2 separate regions of the Gossypium hirsutum genome follow, and region 2 is linked to region 1. A link is a contact called in public Hi-C data. All regions are on one chromosome and are shown on one strand. Each heading gives the region's core, a stretch centred on a gene start, on an enhancer-like site or on the middle of the called end of the contact. The rest is flanking DNA. Distances are from core to core; before and after follow the strand shown.

What was found. Hi-C and Micro-C count contacts between places; a contact is called where the count stands out from the background.
Region 2: a Hi-C map of leaf shows a contact between it and region 1, with 2.0 times the contacts expected there. The contact joins the enhancer-like site here to the promoter of LOC107913280 in region 1. A contact is called at or near these places in 9 of 34 Hi-C or Micro-C datasets (anther, callus, fibers and 1 more).

What each region holds. Positions count from the first base shown.
Region 1 is chrD11:28,242,583-28,249,887 of Gossypium_hirsutum_v2.1, forward strand. LOC107913280 (formin-like protein 6) reads left to right here and starts at 4,088. Exons shown (of 4, transcript XM_016841821.2): 1 at 4,088-5,863; 2 at 5,959-6,161; 3 at 6,443-6,684; 4 at 6,788-7,305. The coding sequence starts at 4,332.
Region 2 is chrD11:28,369,171-28,376,164 of Gossypium_hirsutum_v2.1, forward strand. No RefSeq gene overlaps it. Among protein-coding and RNA genes, the nearest start is that of LOC107913282, 5.0 kb to the right of the region's middle. Within about 2 kb of position 4,506, at least 3 of the 9 cell types and tissues checked have an H3K27ac peak or open chromatin away from gene starts, as enhancers often do. A contact at or near this core is called in leaf, where this site is marked.

The DNA.
Region 1 (7,305 bases), core at 2,838-5,337:
CTGCCAATACAGTTGAAAAAGATTCACTTGATCAACAAGAGAGGAAAATATAGAAATAATTGGGGGGGTTGTGCACCAATAATATATTGCAGTATGGGATAATCGAATGACGTGAAGACCTCAGATGGATATTTCTTCCGATTTGCAACTATCGTTAGAGTACATACAATGGTACTTTAGTACGGGAAAACCATATTTACTTGGTAGGCAGTCGACTATAGTCCCCCCGCACATGCATCGACTTAGGGCATACAAGCTAGTGCCTAATATAGAGGCCGAGCCCAAGCCCGAGCTCTAGCTACAGCCGGATCCCGAGCTCGAGCGATCGCATACACATTAGCCTAATAGTTCTTATCATCTAGAGTTGCGGGTCAATGACTATTTACCGAGCTCATCAGGACACGTATATCATTCTGGGTTTGATATCTTTAGGTCGTATCCACCGCAGTATAGCACTCCTCTCGGCCCGTATCCACTATAGTACTTCACTCCTCCTGGGTCGTATCCACCGTAATATGACACTCCTTCCGGCTCAAGTTCATCGACGGCGTTTAGGGCATATGATTTTTCTTCCATGTTTCGCACACCCCTACCTGCGACTAAAGAGGATGTTGAGCGCTGCAATCACCCACAACGTAAACATATACCCTCGCAGAAATATAACCCTAGGACCACACTATCAAACCATCAATTTTAGGGGTTTCTTACAATTTAAATATTACAAAATTTGTACTTTTTTATTCTAAAAAATATAAATAAAAAAAACAACCTTTGTATTTATTTAATTATATTAATTACAACATCAAAACTTGGAACAAACTTTGTGGTCATAAATTAGATTAATTGCAACATTACAACATTAAAACACTAAAACTTGTAACAAACTTTGTAATATAAATTTTATTATATAAATTAAATACATTACAACATTAAAAGTTGGAATAAATTTTGTAATATTAATTAGGTAGATTGGAGTACATAAGCTCAATTCCTACCCGATCGTGACGATTGTCTAACATGGTAGTTTCGCTGCAGGAATTTGCTCTGATTTTGATCAGCTAATCTGCATAATCCACAACACTTACCGTCGGATTTCTCCTTAATGTCCATTTCATTATGAATTTTGGATGATTGCGGGCGGCCTTTCGGATTCCTACGCAACCCTTTTGTCTGAGACAAGCTCAAAAGTCATCGGAGGCACCTCTGACGTAGATAGGTCAGGTAGGACGGGGAACTCATTCTCCCAGACATGCAACGTACGCTCGAGTGTGTATACATCATTTACAAATTGTTCAACATTGAGCGAGACTTTAGCACATGTTGCCATGACATTCGTACATGGACAATGAAGTGTTTAGAACCTCCTACAATCGCACCATCTGTTTCAGAGATCAACTCTATAGGACCTAGGTGGTATACCGAGTCGACGACTGATGGTCTCCGTAACTCGAAACGTTTCAAGACGTCGTGAATATACTTCTACATTCATCGACCTCACCATCTGATGATTTACAACCATTACATCCTTGACATCTTCGACAAACACGTGTCCCGCCTCTATCTGGTTAACTTGTTGCTAACCCATTCTTGGTATCAAGGTAGCCAACCTATAGAATTTAGTCGAGAAGGCAAATGAAATTGGAAGATATCGTGTTTTCAACAATTGCTGTAGCAGTTATCCATCCTTATAACTCATTATACGACGCATCGAAATCCCCGTACAATTGCTCCATTGTCATCTGTTTAGCTATCCATGCCTTTCGGTATGATACTCGATACTGGAATCGTGCCTGCATTTTGACAATCAGTACCGAAATTTTAATGGTCGGTATGTCCTTCACCATTGGCATGATACACGTGCAAATAGTTTTGGAATCAAGTTTTCGATGATCTTTTGTCATACGTGTTGATGTGCATGTGTGAGGCCCAACAAATTTTCGTTTCTCCCACATCTGCGAATTTTGAATAAATGTAGATCGTACCCGCCAATTACAACCTTCCACCGACTTCCAACACTCCCTAATATATATGTTGATTTAGACACTGTGACTTTGTAGTTCACTGATATATTCATGCTATACCGCTTAATAGCAAATACGCACTCTTCCTTACTTTTGAATCTCTAGCCTACGAACAACTCCTCAAAATCAGAATTTACGGCCAGCCGATGAGCAGGTAGTATTTCAGGGTACTCTAGGAACTCGGTTACGTGCGTTGCTTCGGGGTTTATGAGCAACATGTGTGGTTCAGGATTATTGTATATCACAATACGTCGAATCTGGTTCTCGAGTGAAAACGCGTTAATGTTTCCATTGTCATTCATGTCTTCGTAGTCAATATCATCGGGGACCTCGTCCACATTGGAATCACTATCACTATCGACCTCTTGATCACAAGGATCACTACTATCGTATCCATCATCACCAACCACATCAATATTGGCTGCAACATTAAGATCAATATCGATCCAGCGTATTATCGATTCACTAACAATGTATGATATTGGAGCCACCATGCACGGTTCTTGAGCTCCATGTTCTTCACCATATGCTAACTCAGGAAATAAGTGAATCAGTGCATTTTGGTCACTCCGATTACCACAATAAAGAGCGATTATTGTCTGCACGTCTTCATTGTATACAAGTTCCATTTCGGTGAATTTGATAGGATCTGTCGAAACTGGAAACTTGTAGAAATGTTTCGAGATCCTTCTCCTACAACGTCTAACAATTTTTGTGCTAATCATTTCCTTCATATCATTGAACGAGACATTTTTATTAAATCTCATTGCTATTTGTTGCCAACATTTAAATATACATCCAACAGTTGTTGTCAAGTTGATTCCATCGAAATAAACGCATACGAAAAATAGATTAACCATCTTCAATACTCAATCTGTTAAAAAATAAACAAAAATTCTCAAAACAATTTCGAACAACATAAAAATACTTACATAAAAAATTTAATGAATGAAAAGAGTTAATTTCTAACAATTTCAAATTTATTGTCATTTCTAACAATATCTATGACAAAAATATTTTCAGTATTTATCTATTCTTTTCTGTTGTTATCACTAACTAACAATTACTTTATAATAGTTAAACTTCCAAATATATTAAAAAATTTTACAACATAGCATTCTCAATAATCTAAACACAAAACTTACTAACAAATCACAATAAACAAAATAACTTTAAAACAAAACATGAAAATAACACTAAACAAACTATATAATACTAACAAAATAATTTTTTATTATCATAATATATTATATTTGAAAATAACAATAAAAATAATAATACATTTTTTTTCTCTTTTCTTTCTTTCTTCTCTTCTCCCTCTCTTGTTCTGCTATTTTTTTTTAAACTGATACGAGCCGGATGAGGGAATGGGGGGGAATATATTGGGTGTGCCGCCTATCAAATAGACACCACCAGTGCCGCCTATCAGATAGGCACAACCAATGCCGCCTATCAGATAGGGGTCGCTGGTGCCATCTATCAAATAGGAACCACGCCCCCTTCATATTTTTGTACCCGTATATACCAGAAAGGAAAAGTGGTGCCGCATATCCCTTTGACACCACTACTAAAATATTATTATTATTTTTTAATTGTATTGTGTCAGAATGAGGGTGATGCTGTCTATACACCATGCTCTACCCATCTAAATGTATTATTTTGGTACATAATTGTTGCAACATACCGTTTTGATATTTTTTTTATATTATTTAGGTAAAAAACCAGTAGAAAACTGAGACATTTAGGTGGGCATTTGTCCGGTTCGGCTCATGTTAACAATTTTTTCAGTCGACAGTTCATAGTTGAACCGTGATTTTTATCGATTCACAGTAAAGAGGGCAAAAAGAGATAATAAATTAATGAAATATGTGGGCATATATATCTGGGTCACGACAAAAGAAGAAACAATTCCATAAAATAATCGGACAGAAAAGGACATAAACGTGGTCCTTTAATTCCTACCATTTATAGGGGCATAATCGTCCATTTATCTGGAAAACAGCCCCCGATTACCACAGTTGATTTGCTATTCCTCTAAAATAGCAGGTGTCATTCCAATACAGTCCAAATAATTAATTAAAAAGAAAAGAAAAGATGCGGCTATAGACGATCTCATGTAGCATCCAAATCTAGCGGCAAAAAGAAGCTTCCCCCGCAGTCTAAAACAGCAGTAGTCATATTTTTAGTATAATTTTCCTCCTTTTAGTTTGCTGTGTTATGCATTTTTGGCTAAAGGGTCCAACAGTTAGGGAAACAAAGTCCTTTCTTTCCCCCCTTCAGAGATGAATCTTCGACCCTGAAATTTTCACAATGAGATTGAGATCTCATCCACATTTCACCTTCTTTTTCTTCTTGCTTTCATTGTTCTTGTCATCTTCTTCTTCTGTAATTCAAGATTTTATCATTTTTCATAGAAGAATTCTACACCAACCGTTGTTTTCGGTTGGTTCATCTCCGCCTCCAGGCGCTGACACTTTTTTACCGTCACCGTCTCCGCCGGCTCCAGATAGTCCTGTTTATCCAGACCCAAGTCAGCCATTCTTCCCTGAAGTTCCTTCAGGACCAGGGCAGACCGCAGATCAGAATCAACAGCCTACCGCACCATCTGCGCCTACTAATGGCTCGATGTCAATCCCAACTGCAACCCAACCTGCCAAACCAGCTAAAAAGGTTGCAATTGCCATCTCTGTTGGGATTGTCACTTTGGGAATGTTATCGGGGCTTGCTTTCTTTTTGTACCGTCACCGGGTCGCTAAACACCCTGGGGAAACGCGAAAGAGGCTTGTTGGAGGGAACTCCGATAGGTCGCAAGAAGACTCTAGGGTTCCACCCTCCAGCTTTCTTTACATTGGAACCGTGGAGCCCAGCAGGAGATCGGTGGGTGAAGTGAATGGTGGAGCTAATGGTTCGCCTTATGGTAAGTTGAATTCAGTGAGGAGGTCGGATCGATATAGGCCGAGCCCCGAATTGCAGCCATTGCCTCCATTGGCTAAACCTCTAGGACTTGAGAATTCACCGACGGCAATGCCATCTCCATCTTCGTCTTCTTCAGATGAAGAGTCTCAGGGGACGGCTTTTTATACCCCTCAGGGCTCAACGATCAGCAATGAAGAAAGCTATTATACTCCGGTTTCGCGTCGGGTTAATGGCAATTTGGTGACTCAGTCGAGGAATGAAATGAATGGGAAAACAAATTCTGTTCCTTGTTCTAAAAGAACTTCTCCCAAAACAAGGATTTTAGCTTCTTCGCCGGAAATGAAGCATGTTATTATACCTTCAATAAAGCAGCAACAGCAGCAGCCGCCTTCTCCACATCCTCCGTCGCCACCATCGCTACCCCTTCAACAGCCACAAGGTCTAGTACCGGAGCCGCATGAGACTCAGGAATTTACCCACGCAAAAAGGCCAAAATTCTCCTCCCCTCCTCCACCTCCAAATATGGCGCTACTTCGATCAATTAGCAACAATTCATCCCCACAAAGGACAAAAGTTCCTGTTCCACCTCCGCCACCGCCACCACCCCCTATGCCGCCACCAGCAGCCGTAAAACTGTCAATACCCAGGTCAGTAAGGAATTTGAAGACCAATGTGACTCCAAAACCTTCCCAACTGTTGAACAAGCATGAATCTCGGACCCCAAGTCCCAAAAACAGTGCAGTGAGTGGGGCTAGAAAGTCCATGGAAGAGGTGGTTGGTTACAAAGGTGTCAGTTCTTCAGAGAAGACAGACGGGGATGACATGGATAGTGCAAAACCCAAGTTGAAGCCTTTGCACTGGGACAAAGTACGAGCAACCTCGGAGAGAGCTACAGTGTGGGACCAGATAAAATCAAACTCATTTCAGTAAGTTATAAAACTTGTACATTTTATGAGTGTAGATTACGTTTCAAGTACAATCTGGGAAAACTTTCATTTATTTTTTGTTTGCTTGTTTACAGATTGAATGAGGACATGATGGAGACTCTATTTGGCTGCAATTCAACTACAGCAGCACCACCAAAAGAACCTATTAGAAGATCAGTTCTGCCTCCTGTTAAACAGGAAAACAGAGTTTTGGATCCAAAGAAGTCACAGAACATTGCCATACTGTTGAGAGCACTGAATGTAACAAGAGATGAAGTGTCAGAAGCTCTTTTGGATGGTATGTCATGACTATCATTCTTTTCTATTTTCTATCATTTGTTCTTAAAACACAGCAATTGGCCGCTTGTTCATGCTTAAAGCTATCATAGCTAAAGGATCATATAAGCCGTAAAGCATAACTCATAACTAATTACGATGCACATGTAGATATATTGATCAAGAAACATGATGAAAAGCTTCTTCGAGATGCTGATTATGGGCTTCAATTTGCCGATAATCTTCTACTTAAATATTGAACTTCACTTCACTTTCACATGTTATTTTGTTTTGCTTAAACAGGTAACCCGGAAAGCTTAGGTGCTGAGCTTTTCGAGACTTTGGTAAAGATGGCTCCCACAAAGGAGGAAGAAATAAAACTTCGAGAGTACAGCGGGGACGTATCGAAACTAGGCTCTGCAGAAAGATTTCTGAGGACAGTGCTTGATATCCCCTTTGCCTTCAAAAGAGTTGAAACCATGCTGTATAGAGCCAACTTTGATACTGAAGTACAATATTTGAGGAAGTCTTTTCAAACCCTCGAGGTATTATTAGTATTCATGAGATTCAATGCTTTCACCATAAAAATTCTGAAAAATTCTTTGTTAAAACCTCCTATGAGTTCATTTCTCTGTAATGTACTTGCAGGAAGCGAGTGACGAATTGAAGAACAGCAGGTTATTCCTCAAACTCCTTGAAGCTGTTCTTAGGACAGGAAACCGGATGAATGTTGGCACCAACCGTGGTGATGCTAAAGCTTTTAAGCTTGACACCCTTTTGAAACTTGTTGATATAAAGGGAACTGATGGGAAAACTACACTGCTACACTTTGTGGTTCAAGAGATCATTAGATCCGAAGGTGCTGGTACTAACTCTACCGATGGGAATCATGAAAATAAAATGGCCTCCAACTTTAAGGAGGAGGATTTCAGGAAACAAGGATTGCAGGTTGTGGCTGGGCTGAGCAGAGACCTCAGCAATGTCAAGAAGGCAGCTGGAATGGACTCGGATGTCTTAAGCAGTTATGTGTCAAAGCTTGAAACAGGGCTCGAGAAGGTCAGATCAGTTCTACAATATGAGAAGCCAGATACATCCGGGAATTTCTTCAACTCCATGAAAATGTTTCTAAGAGATGCTGAAGAGGAGATTGCTAAGATAAAGGATGA
Region 2 (6,994 bases), core at 3,256-5,755, 130 kb after region 1:
AAATTTATTCAAAAAAATATAAAACTTTTTAATGTGGATGACTGAATTGGAACTTAGGTAGATAAGTGATAGGCAAATGGTAGTGGGCTATGTAGAGCTAGTCACTTATAAAGTTCGTTCTGATTCCAACCTCGTACCAGTGACTTTCAAGTGTGCAAATCCTTTACAAGAAAATGAAAAGAAAAAAATTTAACTGATGTTAGATTATCTTGACAAAACTTTAAAACAAAGATAAGGTTTTGTATAATGGAAGGAGCACATAGTGTTAGAAAGCTTAAAATTAGAGTTAGAAGCATGTATCTCAGTTGAACAGGTGTGAGTAATATAGAAATTGTTTTACCATCACCCATAGCTACTTCTTTTATTCCAGTATATTCATGGAGATTGTGTGGATTTGTTGACACATGATGAATGACACCAGAGTTAAGAATCTAAGATTTGGTTGATGAATGAATTGAAGAGAAATTTGCTCAAGCTTCAAAATAAATATGTGAAGTGGAGCGACACATATTGGCTTCATGACCAAATCGTTTGCAAAGTTGAAGGGCTAAGCTTGAAGGGCCCAAATGCAAGATGAAATTGTTTAAGTCCATGCAATATTTTGCATGTGGGCGTTTGAAGCCATTTAGTCATTTTTAATTTAGTATTTATAATTCTACAGCTTTTTTAAAATTAAGATTATTTATTAGTGCGTCTTTAATGTGTGTTTTGTTATTACATAGTTTTAATATGTCTAGTTGTTGCATTTTTAATGTGTCTTAAAATATATTACGAAGTCCACTAATGTTTGTCTTAGTCTTTTGAGTTTTTAATGTGTCCAATTCCATTACATGATAATTAGTGTGTCCTAATGTGTGTTTGTTTGTGTCCTAGATAATCCAATGGACAGCCACCTTTTAAAGCTACTAAAGGACTGTTCGGTTTTGACAAGAGAATCAAGTGCATTCACACACATATAGATGTTCATTTTGGGCATGAAAAGATACCATTCGGCCAAGCATTACTTCTTTAATTGCACCGTCCAATTTGGAAGCTGAATGAGACCTTTGAAAGCTTTCTAGAAGAAGTTTTTTTGTCATCCCCATGCATCATAAAATCCACCGTCCACTAAGGGGGAGTATGAGACCTTTGAAGATTTTTTCATCCTTAAGCATGCATGAATTTCATCCCAACACATTAAATTTGCAGCTTCCACCATTAATTCCAAGTGCATGGACAGCAAGGAATATGTACTTAAGATTAAAGTCCCATTAATTCATGTAATTCACATTAAAGGACAAAATTTTCCATTTGTATACCTTGGCCTATAAATATTTCGGACATGTATTTTGTAAGGTTAGACTATTTTGATTAATATAAACGAACTTATCAAGAATTCGTTCTTGTGTCGTTCACCTAAAATCGATCTTGTCACTCCTCTTCTCATCTCTTTTCGGAGTGTGGCGGTCAACCCTATACATTTGGTTCCTATCTCTATATAGATAGCGAGTCAAGGTTCTTCTTCATTTTCTAAACTTTTAATGTTTTAAACAACCATATAGAAATCGGGTCACGTTGTTTTATAATGTTGGTTCGTTTCTAGTTCATTTTAAGTTCGTGAGTTATATCCCAATTTTATCTTTTATTTTTATTTTTATTTTTATTTTTATTCGCATTTCCATCAAGTCTCGAGAGAGTACCTGTTAAGAATGATCAGGAACTTAAAATCGTGACTCGTAATTTCAATACGTAGCAAGGATCACGTCAGATCTAGATTCTTTTATTGTACTTTAAAGGTGATCTCGCAGGCTAAAGATTCATGTGTAACTCTTATTTATATAAGAGGTATGAAGCAAGTTTCATTCGTCTTGGGTAATGGAAGCAACAACAACGGTTGGGTGGATGGTTGGATCAACCAGTGCCATCATTACCTGTTGAATAAATTGGTCTTGGCAAAACCAAATTTCATATGCTGGGCTAGGTATGTCACAGTCATTTTGATGAGTAGTTGGTGATGGTGCCGGCTTGATGCCATTAAGGTGAGTCATAAGTGTTGGAAAAATTATATTTTATGGGAACTTTGAGGCATATTCTCAATATGTAAAGGTGAAGAGTTGAATCATAAAATTATGGTTTCATATTCTATTCTATAAGACCTTTACAACGGTATATCATATGCTCAAAATGGTTGAGTGATGAATGAGAAATTGATTCTCAAAGTAAGCTACTTGGAAATATTTGTTGAGAAAAAGTAAAAGCTTAGATCCCACATTAGTTAAATACCAAATGTGAAAAGTGTATATATATGGGAACCTTCTTAAAGAGTGATTGAATTACTAAGCTTGGAATCTTGCCTCGCGCGCAGGAAAGGTATAGGTCCAAACCCGTTAGGGTTGGGCCGCACCTGTATGACGTGGGCAACGTGAAATGTTCGGACCGGTTGGGCCTATTGTGAATATTTTATTTTTTCCTCAGCAGACACATACATAATCTGTTATAAAAAGACATTTATCTTATTTTATTTGATTCCATTCAATTTGATTTAATTTTAATCAAGTTGATTTATTGGGTCCTTTAATGGCAAATTTTGTGGAAATTTCTAAAATTCCATCATACTAAATGCCTATAAAAGGCTATGAATTCTGTAGATTTTTTTTCTATATTCATACTCTCTCACATCGAATTTATTTTGCTCTCAAAATTCTTCTGTTCCTCTCCATATTTTCCAATGTTCCGGTGATAGAAAAAGGCAACATTTGTTCGTTGATCGCTGCAGAGGTTCTACGACTTTCATCATTGTGTTGTTGTATCCTAGGAGACATTCGACCAACGTTTCTCCAAATATTGTAGGAGCAGCCGAATCTGTCTTTAAGGAAACTGTGTTAAACAGGCCTCAACGTTTAGTAAATCTCTATTCTTCTTTTCGATTTCAACTTTTTATTATGATTTTTATTGGTTCAAATATTTGACAATTTAAATATAAATTATTATATTTATTATTATATATAAATAATTATTTATTTACATTTATATATTTTGTTCGCTAACGTGTTTTGTCCAACAATAAAATAATAACCATTGAGAAACATTACAAATTGCGACTTCCAAGTGGCAAAATTTAGATTTCCTTATAGTTTAATCGGAAGTCGGTGAACCGTATTAAATTGGATTACAGTGGTTGTGGTTGTTTTATTTGATGGATCCGCAAGGTGTTGTTTCCAGAGGGAGCTAGGAGGGATATTGGTTGCTATTTGTGCCTGGGACAAAAAGGAAAAAGGGAGGAGGGGGGAAAAATAGGATCTCTTGAAAGCTTTAGATGCTTTGACACCATATAGATTTTTGGATGGAGATAAAATGAGTGCACTATTTTATTAAAGCAATTGCAAAGCTTAAATACATAAAAGTTTGATCCTACTCCTTGAAATTTTCTAGTTGAAGCTAAGATAGTATTATTCCTAAAAACTACCAACTTATTCAAATAATAATAACAAAAAGATCATAATGCAATAATCAAAAGCCCCGCAGTAGAAATTGTTATATTGGTTGCCATAGCAACACCAAGCAACAGTGAAAGAGTATTTTTGCTTTGCGGCAAAGAGAGAAATTAATAATAATAAAGAAAAATTAGGGTTTAAGAACTTCTACTTCTAATTACCCAATAATTTTAATAATATATCACAAAAATATTAGTAAGCTCTAATAAATATCTTAATCTAATTAAACTAAATAATAAAACAAAACACACGCCTTCTTTTTTTTTCTTAACTAAGGGTTAATTACAAGATTAGTCTCCCATTAAACATTAATAATTTAATTTAATCCTTAAAACAAAGTCGAAATTTAATTTGACCTCGAAATTAAACTAAAAATTTAAATAAGTCCGTAATTCATAAAAATACTAAAAATTTAAATTTTATAATTGTATCCAAAATTTCAAAATTAATTTATTATATGCAAAAAAATTATGAATTTATCTCGATTCGATGTAAAATCCGATATCAAAATTTATAAACCCAAAGAAAAAGAGAATTCTTTATTGTAGAATTTTTGAAACAATCAAATTATTGGATGGAAGAAGAGAATGAATTTGATTGGATCTTGAACCTTGATATACAAGGCATGATTGTTTACAAAATTATGGGCAATGTTGAATAGTTGCACGACATAAATTGGAGGTTGACATTGAAGAGTTATATATGGTTCCAAACTTGTTTTTTTTTATACGATGCTTAAAACTATTCATAATCATTTACAACTCGTAAATAAGAGGAAAAATTTACTTCAGCACACTCAAATTTATGTTCTCCTACTTTGACAACAATATCAATATTAATCGAATTAAGATTTGTACTTGACGATGGTTGAAGCTTGTGTCTGAGTACTGTGAGAAGATATTTTCAAAAGGGAGAAACAAAGAGGGCCCTTGCTGCAATGGGTTGATAATTGGAACTGGTAAATCATAGAGAAAGTCAACTATCATAGATGACTACATCTGCCTGGGCCATATAGATCGTTGGAACAATGAGCCACATGGTTCTGGGCTTAGATGATTAGTTGAGGTTTCCATTCAGGCTCAATTGAGCTGACCCAGATAGATGAACCCAAACATCAAGCCGACTGTAAAAAAATAAAAGTGGAGTTAAATTACGAAGATATAAGTAAGAGATGGTTGAAACACTGTAAAGAAACATATTATAAAACTATATTCATTCATGGCAGCAGCAACAACAACACTAATAATATGAAATTATGAAAATAAGTAAGAGATGGTTGGCAGTTGGCAAAGGGCCAAAGGCTAAAGCAGGGGAGCGTCTTCTTTCCATGATACTACTAATAAAATTAAAAACCAGAGTGGGCTGAGGATGGTCCAGCCTTTGGCACGTGAAGACGCTCCTCACCCTGGCCTCCCATTATCATCACCCGTGTTTATCAAATTCCCTTTTCTTTTTCTTGCTTTAGCTTACCCCTAAATCTTCCTTATTTTAACCAACATATGGGACCTATAATATTTACACATATATAACAACATAGCTTTCACATTCCATTCTATTTTACAAATTAATGTAACCTCCCTCTCCACGATGATTTCTTCACTTATTTATAGACTTATGAAACCCCTTTTTTTGTTCCAGGAAAGGATTGCATCTTGTTCTTCTTTTTAATAGATAAATTACATTAATAATTTAATCAAATGTTTGGATACTTTACACTATCATTTGAATTTTGTTTTGTTTTATATATACTAAATAAAAGATTGTGCACTAATTATTGAGCTCAAAATATAATTGCATGGGTAAAAGTATTATGGAATTCATTGTACTAGAAGTTGGATTGCATTTTGCTTCTTCTACTAAAAAAATAGATAAATTAGCTCACATGCGTTAGCTTAAATAGCAAACCGTTGTTTCTATAAAATTTTCATCTATTTCTACTATTAAGAATTGATACCTGTACATCAAAATGAGGTACACATGGTATCACATGTAACTTTTTGGGTATTCTATTAGTCATGCTAGTTTTTAATAGTAGAAATGGGTAAGTTTTTTAATAGAAATTATCAATTTACTCTTTGATCTAATGTATATGGACCATTTTGCTCATTTTTTAAATAATAAATAAAATGTAATCTAACTCCTAATACAAGGATTCTGTGATACTTTTACCTAATTCGTTACCAAAACAATGAAAAGAGCAAGAAATTAAAGTATATAGAGCATGCTACTTGTGTTAGATATGACCCCTTTTTCCTAACTAAATAAATGAAGAATTATATATGTACATATTGATTACATTATTTGTTGGTGAAAAACATTAATATTCATAATTTTTGGACCATATTGAATAGGGAGTTTTAGCTTGGTTTGATTTATATCTATAACAAAACTTTACAGCTTGTGTTCATATATCCCAAATTCACACACACATTTATATAATATTAATGATTTCCAAGGTTGATAACAAATGAAACATGCATGTGCATCACAATTTGTGAAAAACTAATTAAAAATACTACCAATTAATTGATACTGTTTATTGGAAATATATAAATGAAAGAAAACAGACAAAAAAAATTGAAAGAACATATTCTCTAATGCAACAATGATCACTGTATATCTTTTTTGGTAAAATTAATATTATTTTGTCAGACCCTCTGATCATTAAGAAGTGATTAATATGATTATCTGAGTTTTTGGGATTTTGTAATCTAAATCCATTTTTCTTAATTTATATCACTGCATGCATTGCAGGAGCCCTAAAAAGAATTGGCTTTAATTCACATTCTAATTAAAATAGCATTGAATTTATGGTAAAGTAATCCAAATGTGTAATAAGCCAGAAACATCTTGTATATTTTTATTTTCTTTTGGGCAAAATTAAAGATGGATTCTTCTCTCCTACCTTTTGCTTGCACATAATTTGTTTTAGATGGTCTTAAAAGCAATTTCCTGTCTATCAACTTGATATATTCAAGATTTTTAATGCCACAAGAATCAAATATTAAAAGGATTCATATCGGGGTATGGATCCCTCCATAAATTTTAATTATTATTAATCCTCTTAAATTATTGTATTTTTTTTAACCTCTTCTATAAATTAATAAAACACAATATATATGATAAAATTTTAACCAAAAAAGAGTGGTCGACTTTACCCTTATTTATAGAAAAATAAATTAAAGAGACATGTGTGAGGAGGGTAGGTAATTCTATTAATTTTGTTAACTTGTATATGGAGCTACCACTATTTTTACTCGTTTACAGCTATTACCAAAATAATGCAGATTTCTTTGTCCCCCCCAAAAAAAAATGTGATAGAGAAGTTGGGACTGCCTTAATTTTATTTAAACATAAATTATGAAATATATAAAATAGTAGTAAAAACTTTTTTTGATAATAATACAAACTTTGAGACGATTCAACTTAAATCTGGATGCATTATATATATATATATATATAAACCCTATTACTTATCTTTTTTAAGTTTTTTTCAAAATTTAATAATGAGAAACAATGAG